Regions from separate parts of the Zea mays genome. Here region 1 is linked to region 2. A link is a contact called in public Hi-C data. All regions are on one chromosome and are shown on one strand. Each heading gives the region's core, a stretch centred on a gene start, on an enhancer-like site or on the middle of the called end of the contact. The rest is flanking DNA. Distances are from core to core; before and after follow the strand shown. Region 1 holds the start of LOC100273430. Region 2 holds the start of LOC100216629.

Evidence for each region. A called contact is a pair of places that touch in the nucleus more often than the background predicts.
Region 1: a Hi-C map of leaf shows a contact between it and region 2, with 3 times the contacts expected there. The contact joins the promoter of LOC100273430 here to the promoter of LOC100216629 in region 2. A contact is called at or near these places in 2 of 25 Hi-C or Micro-C datasets (both in leaf).

Annotation. Positions count from the first base shown.
Region 1 is chr5:70,879,127-70,884,780 of Zm-B73-REFERENCE-NAM-5.0, reverse strand. LOC100273430 reads left to right here and starts at 1,436. Exons shown (of 15, transcript NM_001360251.2): 1 at 1,436-1,800; 2 at 2,400-3,641; 3 at 3,780-5,102; 4 at 5,304-5,416; 5 at 5,627-5,654. The coding sequence starts at 2,403.
Region 2 is chr5:70,652,480-70,657,879 of Zm-B73-REFERENCE-NAM-5.0, reverse strand. LOC100216629 reads right to left here and starts at 3,654. Exons shown (of 3, transcript NM_001143042.1): 1 at 3,357-3,654; 2 at 1,621-1,769; 3 at 207-706. The coding sequence starts at 1,765. The coding sequence ends at 444. LOC111589397 (small nucleolar RNA R160) reads right to left here and starts at 3,199; the gene lies at 3,119-3,199. LOC111589395 (small nucleolar RNA R160) reads right to left here and starts at 2,982; the gene lies at 2,902-2,982. LOC111589390 (small nucleolar RNA R160) reads right to left here and starts at 2,766; the gene lies at 2,687-2,766. It also overlaps LOC111589391, LOC111589403 and the pseudogene LOC111589399.

The sequences.
Region 1 (5,654 bases), core at 187-2,686, 230 kb before region 2:
GGATCACTCGAAAGGGGTTGAGTGCAACCCTCGTCCATTGGGACGCCACAATGTGGAAGTAGGTAAGTGTTACTTGGCCGAACCACTGGATAAAAATCGTGTGTCTCGTGTGTTGCTTCTTATGATTGTTTTGACCACACGAGCGTGTTTTATAGCCACTTGATTTCACTAACACCTTGATAATCAAGTTTGTGGCTATTTAGTGTTTAAATTTACAAGTTCACTTATTCACCCCTCTAGGTGCTCTCAAATATGTTTGGTCTATTATCCCTAAGACATCACTAATTGTTTATTACTGGACCATTTATTTTTAAATTAGGCTTATAAAATCACCATAGGATCAAGTTATAATTACTTTCCATCACTGTTTTGTGCAAATTCTAATCAAAGAAATTTCTGTTTGCTTGGAGCATTTTCCTTAGTATTTAGAAAAAAATAATTTTTGATCGAAAGAATTTTTTCTTTGCTCAGATCAATGCTTGTTGCAACATATAGTGCATCTGATGGGGAATCCAACATGTTTCACGTGACATGTAGGGAAGGCACCGAAGAAGGCGAAGGTTGTAGAAAAGAACCCTAAAAAGGGCACGATGAAAACCCAACTTGCTAAGAGAGGTAGGAAGGCTAAGAATTGATGACATGTTGATTTCCTCGTCAGAGAAAAAAATGCTATTGAGAATCTGAGATGGCAACAAAGGTGAGAATTCTTCAACGCTTTAGCCATCGTTGTGAGGCGCATCATCAGTTCAACATCATGTAGTGCTGGTTTTAGAGAGAAAGACAACATATAAAGCTATAAATGTTGTGTACTCTATGAGTGTTCAACTTTGGATCATTGAAAAGATCAAGATGTTCAACTAAAGTTGAATTGACTTCTCTAAAATTTATTTCACAAGGTCTATATATGCAATAAATAGAAATCGTAGCAACGCACGAGCACTACCTAGTCAACCATAAAAAATTGAGCGGCTCTGTTCTTTTGCCAAACACAGAATATAATGACTACATTCTCAAATACTGGAACAAAACTTCTCTATTTTATTTGACTCTCAACCAAACCTATCCTATGTAAAGCGGTGTCGTTCTCACTTTTTGAAAAGTCAATTTTTTTAACTTTATCAAATGTATACGACTGAGTATAGCAAATTAATTGAATTGCAGTAACAAATGCAAATATTCAGTACGACTTCTCAACCAGCGAAACCATACACGGCAATCACTTGACTAACAGTACTTTCCAATTCCGAGCCATTCCAACAACGTCCACAGAAGATCACAGCCACCGAACTAATGACGCAATTTACGAAACTACAAGGTGTTCCATGCAAATACTCTCTAATACATCCATTCTCCGTCATCGTCTCCATCTTCTTTAACCGAAACACCCATCACCTCTTTCTAATTTAACTATTCCGCCACCCTCAATCTCCTTCCGGCCTTCCCCTCTTCCTGACGACGAAATCCTCCGAGGAAACGAAAGATAGGGAGTGAGGAACGGAAATCTCCCGTTCCCGAACACCCAGGCCCGCGGCGCGTCTCCGGCGGCGATCCGGCGCCGGGCGGGCCCGGCCGACCCAGATCTGCCGCGGGCGCATGAGGGAGCCCTGAATCGGCCAGATCTAGAAGCGCATCCGGACCCGCTCCTCCCCTGTCCCCGGGCCTGCCACCATGCAGCCCAGCGGGGGGGCCTCCGGCAGCTCCCGGGGCTCGCCGGCGTCGTCGCCGCACCCGGACCACCAGCAGCCGCCGACCCCGGCGTCCGCGCAGCAGCAAGCGCAGCAACTAGGGTTTAGGGGCCAGGTAGGCCTTTCCTTGTCTGCCCCCCACACCGCGGCTCTGGTTGGGATTCGAATTTATTCTGGTGGTGGTCGTGGTGGCGGTCTGTTTTTTCCCGCACTTGGCCCCCCGGCCAACGCGATTGGTGGGAAACCGTGCGAGCCTCGCCTTGGGATTCGCGAAAAAGGCGCCGTGTTTACGTGGACTCCCGCTAACGGTAGTCTTCTCTTCTCGGCAGTGGAGTGAGGGAGGGAGCAGTGTCAGTTCCTTCGGTTGTCCTTGTCTTTGCTCTCCTGCTGTTCTTCGCCTGGTCGGATTTCTTTAATTTGTTGTTGCACGTTTGTTGTGTGTGGTGCCCGGGATTCCGTCTTGCCCCGCTTTTCAATTAGGATTGTCTGACCTTGGTACTGTCTCAATTCCTCCAGAATGATTTGGATAACCTCTGTTTTTTTAGTATGGCCGATACGGAATTTTACGTTGCTTTTAGAAAAATCCGACCCCTTCAAATCGTTTTCGTTTTATCTGCCTGTCGTCTCCATGCAATGCTCTAGTATGAGAGTTTTGTTGTTTCTTGGTCTGGTAAGGTTCTAGACTTCTGATGTTCACAGCACCTTCTGCTGCAGGGAATGATGCATCACCATGAACAGCAGCAAGCCTTCCACTCTGGTGCGCCGCATGGCATGATGGGACCAGGCGGCGTGAACTTCCCTCAGTCCTCCGGTCCAGTGTCGTCCTTCCAGGGTCAGAGGAATCTGCCGCTGTCCAGTGGTGGACCGCAGGGCATGGTTGGAGGTCAGATGCACAACCAGGTTGCGATGCAGCAACAGTTCCTGAAGCTTGCGATGCAGCAGCAGCAGCAGCAGCAGAAGGCGGCCCAGGGGATGCTCCTCCAGCAGCAGGCCAAGATGAATATGGCGGGTTCATCATCAAGAGACCAGGACATGCTTAACAACCCTGCCAAGATGCAGGAGCTTATGGCTCTTCATCAGGCCCAGATGTATAAGCGGCAGTGTGAGCAGAAAGAGCAGGGGCAGTCAAGTGGTAGTGAGCAAAGAAGCGGTGATATGAGGCCACCTATGCCTCCTCAAGGAGTCCCTGGACAGCAGTTGCCATCAATGGGTATGATCAGGCCCATGCAGCCAATACAAGGCCAGGTAGGAATGGGCAGCGCTGGTGGGAACCCGATAACACCAACACAGTTTCAAGCCATCCAAGCCTGGGCAAAAGAGCACAACTTTGATCTGTCCAATCCTGCAAACATAAGTGCAATTTCTCAACTCCTGCCCATCTGGCAGTCCAACAGGATGGCAGCCATGCAGAAGCAGAACGAGGCAAACATGGCTGCGCAGCAGCAGCAAGCATTGCCCTCTCAGGTGAACAGTGATACCCCAGGGCATGTCAATGCTCCCAGCCAGGGTGCCCTACTGAAGCCCCGGCAACCCCTTGCCCCCAGCTCAATTTCTGGCGGGGAAGAGGCTAAGGTAGTGAATTCGAGCAACTTGCAGTTGCAACAACAGTTCCCTGTGCATAACAGGGATGGTTCAAATGAAAGGGCTGTGAGGTCACTTATGACAGGGGGCAATGGTGCGCAAACGACGCATATCCCCCAAAGTTCTGGACATGTAAATAAGATTCCCGAGCAACCCAATCCAAAAAATGTGCTTGCAAATTCCGAAGCAATGCAGATGCAGCATGTGAGACAGATGCAACAGCTTAACCAGGCTGCTGCCCCCACATCTACCCCAATTGAAGCAGGAGGATCACAGGTCCCAACTAGTGCTCAGCCACAAACAGGGCAAACGGGTTTCACCAAAAATCAACTTCATGTACTCAAAGCTCAGATATTAGCTTTCCGGCGTTTAAAGGTATTAGAAAGACAAACCTTAAAGTCTTTTTTTTTCTTTGATGAGACCAATTCTGTTATTTTAAGATGTGGTTCAAGCTGATCAATCTAATGTTGATGTGTCCTTTTTTCCTTTTTTGGTTGTGTATCTTGATATCAGCGTGGTGACCGACTCCCGCCTGAAGTTCTTGAATTAATTGTATCTGGTCGGCCACCTGATTCACAAGGACAGCAGCAAGTTTCGGGACCCCAGGTAACACATAACCGTGAAAGACCTACTGTAAGCAATGCTGATGAACATGGAAAGCAGATGGAGAGTGGTGGTAAAGCTCCTGAAAAACCTGCATTGTTGAAAGGACCCTGTTTACCAAAGGTGGAGGTTTCTACTTCAGAAGACAAAGCTAGTCCTGCCAGTGGTCCTGGTCCCGCGCAAGTGATGAAAGCTTCACCAAAAGAGCCTCTTAAAATTGGACCAGTGTCTGTACCAGAACATTGTAACACTACTGTGATTAAATCTGAGCAGGATCTGGAACGGAACATCCAGAGAACACCTGGGCGAAGTGATTACAATGCTGAGAGGGGTAAATCTGTACCAGCAGAAAGTGGTTCAGTGGATGTTGAGCAGGCAAAAAGGACTGGCTCCACAAGCAGTGCCCCTGTTCCAAGAGATGTTCCCAGAAAATACCATGGCCCATTATTCGATTTCCCATCCTTCACTAGGAGACACGATTCCATGGGATCTGCAAATTACAACAGCAATCTGTCACTAGGTTATGATGTGAAAGATTTATTAGCTCAGGAGGGGATGATAGTTCTTGGTAGGAAACGTGAGGATAACTTAAAAAAGATAAGTGGTTTGCTTGCAATCAATCTAGAGAGGAAAAGAATCCGACCTGATCTTGTCTTGAGGCTACAGATCGAAGAAAAGAAGCTCAAACTCCTAGAGCATCAGGCTCGTCTAAGGGATGAAGTTGAGCATGAACAACAAGAAATCATGGCAATGCCAGATAGGATATACAGAAAGTTTGTCAGACAATGTGAACGCCAACGTGTTGAGCTTGTAAGGCAAGTTCAGCAGATGCAGAGAGCTTCAAGAGAGAAACAGCTGAAATCCATTTTCCAGTGGCGCAAGAAGCTTTTGGAGGCACATTGGGCCATTCGTGATGCTCGAATAACTCGTAATCGTGGGGTGGCCAAGTACCATGAAAGGATGTTGAGAGAATTCTCAAAGAAGAAAGATGATGACCGGAACAAAAGAATGGAGGCATTGAAAAACAACGATGTGGAAAGATACCGTCAAATATTGTTGGAACAGCAGACTAGTGTTCCTGGTGATGCAGCTCAAAGATACAATGTTCTATCTTCTTTCTTGACCCAGACTGAAGAGTATCTTTATAAACTAGGAGGAAAAATAACTGCTACCAAGAGTCAGCAACAAGTAGAAGAGGCAGCAAATGCTGCTGCAGCAGCTGCACGGGCACAGGTATTTTGACACTCTTTGCTTGGGACGAGTGAAACTGGCATGTCTCCAGCCCGCTCCCTTTTTGGGTTCATAGCATTGGATACCAAAGGTTTCTGTAGATTGTAGCCCAAATATTCGTTGTTTTATATTACTAGTTCATTGTTGCTGCATGCAACCAGGTTTCTTGTAGTACTATATATGAACATGCTGCTTGTTTAACAGGGCCTGTCTGAGGAAGAAGTGAAGGCTGCTGCACAATGTGCTGGTCAGGAGGTTATGATAAGGAACACATTCTCTGAGATGAATGCACCAAGGGATAATACATCTGTTAACAAGTAAGAAAGCAACTAAATTGGAAATGTAGTTGTATTGGATTTTTTTGTTGCTATTGTTTACTTAAGAGTTCAGATATGCACCCGGAGTAAATTTAGTAGCATGTTTTGAGTTTTTTCATTGACATTTAAGGTAGGGTTTGTCAGATCAACAAAGGCTTAGAATAATGCTCCGCACCCTTAATAAGGTTTTTACTTCTTGCATACTTTCAGGTACTATACTTTAGCCCATGCTGTGAGT
Region 2 (5,400 bases), core at 2,405-4,904:
ACCAATAAATGCATGCATTTGATAAAAGCCGCCTTCTGCAATCAGCTGGTGCCACCGTACGGTAGCCGTACAAAACATGATTAAGAAAAAAACGTAGTCAATTGTTGTTTAGAAAAGTGATACGCAAGATAGCGCGCTGTTCTCAGAAGTTCAATTTGAAACACCGCTGATATATCCCTGATGGAAGCTAATTTCAAAGGCAAATTGAGTCTTGCTACTTTCAAATTGAACATATGCAGACGTAATTCAATTCAAATCAATACACATAAGAGTATCAATTATGTTTTTTAAAAGAAAAGTGGAAAATACTAGGATATATATAACATGCTAACAAAAAGCTGGATAGACCCAATCACCCAACATACATTTATATATTTTTAATGTTCTTGAAGCCCACCGAGCATACAATTGTTTGTGCGTACACAGCAGTTTGGCTATGTTTGTTAGCCAGGGCCAACTTTAGGGATGTCATAGTGCTCGCTGAGGTTCGCCAGATACTGGTTGAAGTCCTGGATACGGTCCCTGTGTGACTTGTTAGCAACTTTGGCCAGCTTTTGCATGTCGATCTTCTGCTTCTGATCTATATAGCGTCGCTCCGCCGGTGTGAGGTGGTCGTAGTCTGGATGTAGATTCCTTTCTTCATCTCCCACCTTGCCAGCTTCAATAAGCTCATTGTTGTGATCAGCTGGTAAGCCAGAGTTTCCCCCTGAAAAATAACCATTGCATTAGATATGAAGCGAGTTGTGACCCGCTGAAAATGATTTCAGATTCATGAAGTCCTGTTACATACACACACAAAAGTGGTCCAATTTATATGTAAAACGAAACATGTTGTTCGAAAGATGAACCGAGCTCCACACGGACAGCTACCTATTATTTACCAACGAAGTCAGGAATTCTTCTCAACAGCTTAAGGCGTCAGCAAAAATCACTATGGCACACAACTCTACAGACTGTATTAGTAAGGACTGATCAACCATAACATGAGAAAGCTGTCACATCATATCCTGTCATAACACTAACTAACCCAAGTCGCCGAACAAATACACTGCCATTACATAAAGGTGCATCAACAACCGAGCGGCCAAGAAGGTTACAGGACCAGGCAGTGTTCTTGTTCATTCTGCAAACAGTACACAGCCGCTGATAACACTTATTAGCACAAACTAAATAACGAATTCCTCAGTACTCCAAGATCCTTTACTAAAACATGAATACAAAAAAAACAAGCATATATGCAGTGGCTGTATAAACTACAAACCCGTGGATCCAAATACAGATAAGATGAGCACCAAGCATATACAGAGAAAGAAATGCGGCAAAAAAATTGTTACAAGCATTAGTAATCAACTTCCTATTTACTATGACATGGATATATATAAAAAACAAGATACCTAAAGAGAGGTAATCATCAACAATTATGTAACAAAAAAAACAAAATCGTTATTCAGCACAGCATGGAAACCCAGAAACTATTAGAGAGTAGCATGGACACAACCAAGCAGCTGATGGGTACCACCTCTAACAAATATAGTAATGCTTATCAACACATCCAATTGTGCAGAAACTAAACAGTATTTATTAAGTCTAAAATTGGCCAGTGTATGACGAGAAACAAACCTTTGTGGAGCTCATCGTGCTCAATCTGAGACGACTCTTCAAGCTGATGCTTCTTTTTTTTCTTCTTGACTCCACCTTCCTTCACATCCAGTGCCTTACCCTTCAGCTTTAGCCTCCCCCCAACGACGTTCTTGTATTCTGACATCTCACTGCAACAAAAGGATCCAACAAAGTTAGCTCAACAAAAGCAAAGCAACATGTACACCATCACTTTGAAACAGAAAAAAAGGTCTGTAGGCATGATACATGTATACTACACTTGTAATGGATTAGATCATGGATGATGAATGAATATCAGACAATTCAGATCATATGACCTCCTCATTTAGCTTCTTGACATACAAAACTAATCTAAATCTATAGCTTCAGGCAGAAAAGAAACAGAACATACACTAGAATCATTTAGATACGGAGACATAGGTATTTTGAAGACCATGAATGTATGTATCAACATCAGATATCTTCAGATTACAAGGCCTCTTCATGTTGCTTCTCAGTGACTAAACACTACAGTTCAGACTCAACCACAACTAGTACCAATATTCAGATGTAGTCAAAGAAATTAGAACACTACTGCACTAGACAAACTGCGAACGGATATAACAGGTATAGGATACATAGAGAAAGTAATCAGAGAACTTTGAAGACCATGACCATGAATGTATGTATCAACATCAGATAGTTTCAGATTACAAAACCTCTTCATTTTGCTTCTCAATGACTAAACACTACAGTTCAGACTGAAGCACAACTAGTACCAATATACAGATGGCATAGTCAAAGAAAATAGAACACTACTGCACTAGACAAATGGCAAACGGATATGACAGGTACAGGGTACATAGAGAAAGCAATCAGAAAACTTTGAAGACCATGAATGTATGTATCAACATCAGATAGTTCAGATTACAACACCTCTTCATTTTGCTTCTAGGTGACTAAACACAACAATTCAGACTCAAGCACAAGTACTACCAATATTCAGATGGCATAGCCAAAGAAAATAGAACACTACTGCACTAGACAAACATCAATCGTGTATGGCAGATACAGGGTACACAGAGACAGCAATCAGAGAACTTTGAAGACCATGAATGTATGTATCAACATCAGATAGTTCAGATTACAACACCTCTTCATTTTGCTTCTCGGTGACTAAACACAACAATTCAGACTCAAGCACATGTACTACCAATATTCAGATGGCATAGCCAAAGAAAATAGAACACTACTGCACTAGACAAACATCAATCGCGTATGGCAGATACAGGGTACACAGAAAGCAATCAGAGAACTTTGAAGACCATGATTGTATGTATGAACATCAGATAGCTTCAGATTACAAGACCTCTTCATTTTGCTTCTCGGTGACTAAACACTACAGTTCAGACTCAAGCACAACTAGTACCAATATTCAGATAGCACAGTCAAAGAAAATAGAACACTAGTGCACTAGACAAACGTCAATCGGATATGCAGGTACAAGGTACACAAAGAAAGCAATCAGAGAACTTTGAAGACAATGAATGTATGTATCAACATCAGATAGCTTCAGATTACAAGGCCTCTTCATGTTGCCTCTCAGTGACTAAACACTACAGCTCAGACTCGAGCACAGCTAGTACCATTATTCAGATGGGCATGGCCAAAGAAAATAGAACACATTACTGCACTAGACAAACATAGAGTACACAGAGAAAGCAACCAGAGAACTTTGAAGACCATACGTGTCGAACCTCAAGAGAGCAGGGGGGCTACCGGTGCTAATTAACCAAAATAGAAGTCGCTGATTCAAGAAAAGGCGTCTAGGTAGATCAGGCGAAAGACAGCACTCCTTGACTTCCAAAAGGTACTAGCTAGCAGCGAAGGAACGCCGGTCCAAAGCGTAGCTAAGCAAAATCACCGAAGCAACGGCCGCTGGAAACAAACAAATTAACGAAACCGCTAAGGAGGATTGACTGCGTAGATTAGGATATAAACCGTGTGAACTGGGGCGCTCGGTACTCGCTCCCTGACCGCCTGCGCCTGGCGGCTAGGGTTTGTTTGCCTCCGCCGTGCGAGGAACGTAACCCAGGATATAGCTGTGCTAGGCCTAGATAGATAGATAGGGATGCAGTATTCTCCAACAAATCGATGGTGCGGGATAGGTGACGCGAGGGAGGTAAGTTGGGCTGCTTTTCTTTTTCATCGATGGGCCGTATTCACATCGGCCCAAACATGACTGGTACCCGTATATCCAGGCCAATGCGTGTTCAGATTTGGAAGGAGGGAGGGAGGGAGCTCGAGGCTATAGTTACCCAAACGGGCGGCCCGGCACGGTCCCGTTAGGCCCGACAGGTAATTGGGCCGTGTCCGATCGGCCCACGTGCCGGAGACGCGACCCAAGCACGGTAGGCCGTGCTGGGCTGACCCGTTTAATTTTTCCATATTGTCTCATTAAACCAGAAAAATGGCAAAAAATGGTGCGAGATGGAGTTTTGAATCCACAACCTCCCTCTACAAGGTTGGGAGCACTATACGCATGATTGGTTACCTGGTCAGGCGCGCTCAGGTTCAGTCTGTGCGTTGACCGTATTTAGGCTTATGAATGGTTACCTGCATGGCATAAGTCCAACCTGTATGCATGCGTGCAGCCTAAGTGTTTTTTTATCCATTTACTTGCATGCGTGGAGACGTGAGACGGGCGCGTATCTACTGGCCCAGGCTGGCGTAATCGGGGCGGGAGCGAAGCCGGCAACCAATCAGCCTATATATGTACGACACTAACCAATAGAACTCTCATACATTTGTTGTAAATAACAAATATAAAATCATAATATATATATATATTATGTTTTATAAAATAAAAAATATAATCGTGTCAGGCCGGACCGGCACTGCGGGCCGAGGCAGCGGCCCAAGCACGACGGCACTATTAAACGGGTCGTGCTTCGGGTCAGCCCGTTAAGCACGGCCCATTTGGCCATCTATATTCGAGGCCAATGCGTGTTTGCATTGTTTCCTTTGGTCGGCGTTGCATGTTGGCATGTTGCCAGCCGCCGGCGCCGATGACTCATTGCTTAATTGTTTCCCTTGTTTGGGATCCAACTGTGGCTAGGGCTGGAAAAAAAGCTTGAGACTCGGGAGCCGGCTCAAGCTCGATCAGGTTCGCGAGCCTAAACGAGCCCGAGCCGAGCCTAATTCCACGGCTCGCTATACTAACGAGCCGAGCCGAGCCGGCTCGGTGAGGCTCGCGAGCCGGCTCGGTGAGGCTCGCGAGCCGGCTCGAGGCTCGGCCCAAACTACTGCATCTATCACTTGTCAGTTGTCAGTTTGTTTACTAGTGTCCAGTCATCTAGATCCAGTGACCAGTGTGCTGTTTTGGTCACAACTCACAAGGACCTAGAGTGTAGGGACATAATTTTTTATTATATGAAACATATTGTGCTTCAAATTTGAGCTAATGACTGTAATTACTGTTGTTTGAGTACTTGAGTGTACAGGCTCGCGAGCCTATATCGAGTCTAGCCAAACCTCATTACCGAGCTCGCGAAGTGACCGAGTCATGCCTGACTCGACTCGTTTCCAGCCCTAGCTGTGGCACCCCATGCATGCCTCTCTCGATCACCAAACGTCCCACTAACCATGCATATAGAAGAATATGTATGTATATAGAAAACATATATATGATATTGGGATCGTACGTTTGCATGATTAGCTCTGCTTGATAATGCATGGGGTGCGAGATCCGTCCGTTCTAGTGTAGGATATACATACATGTCAAATTAAACCCACTGACAC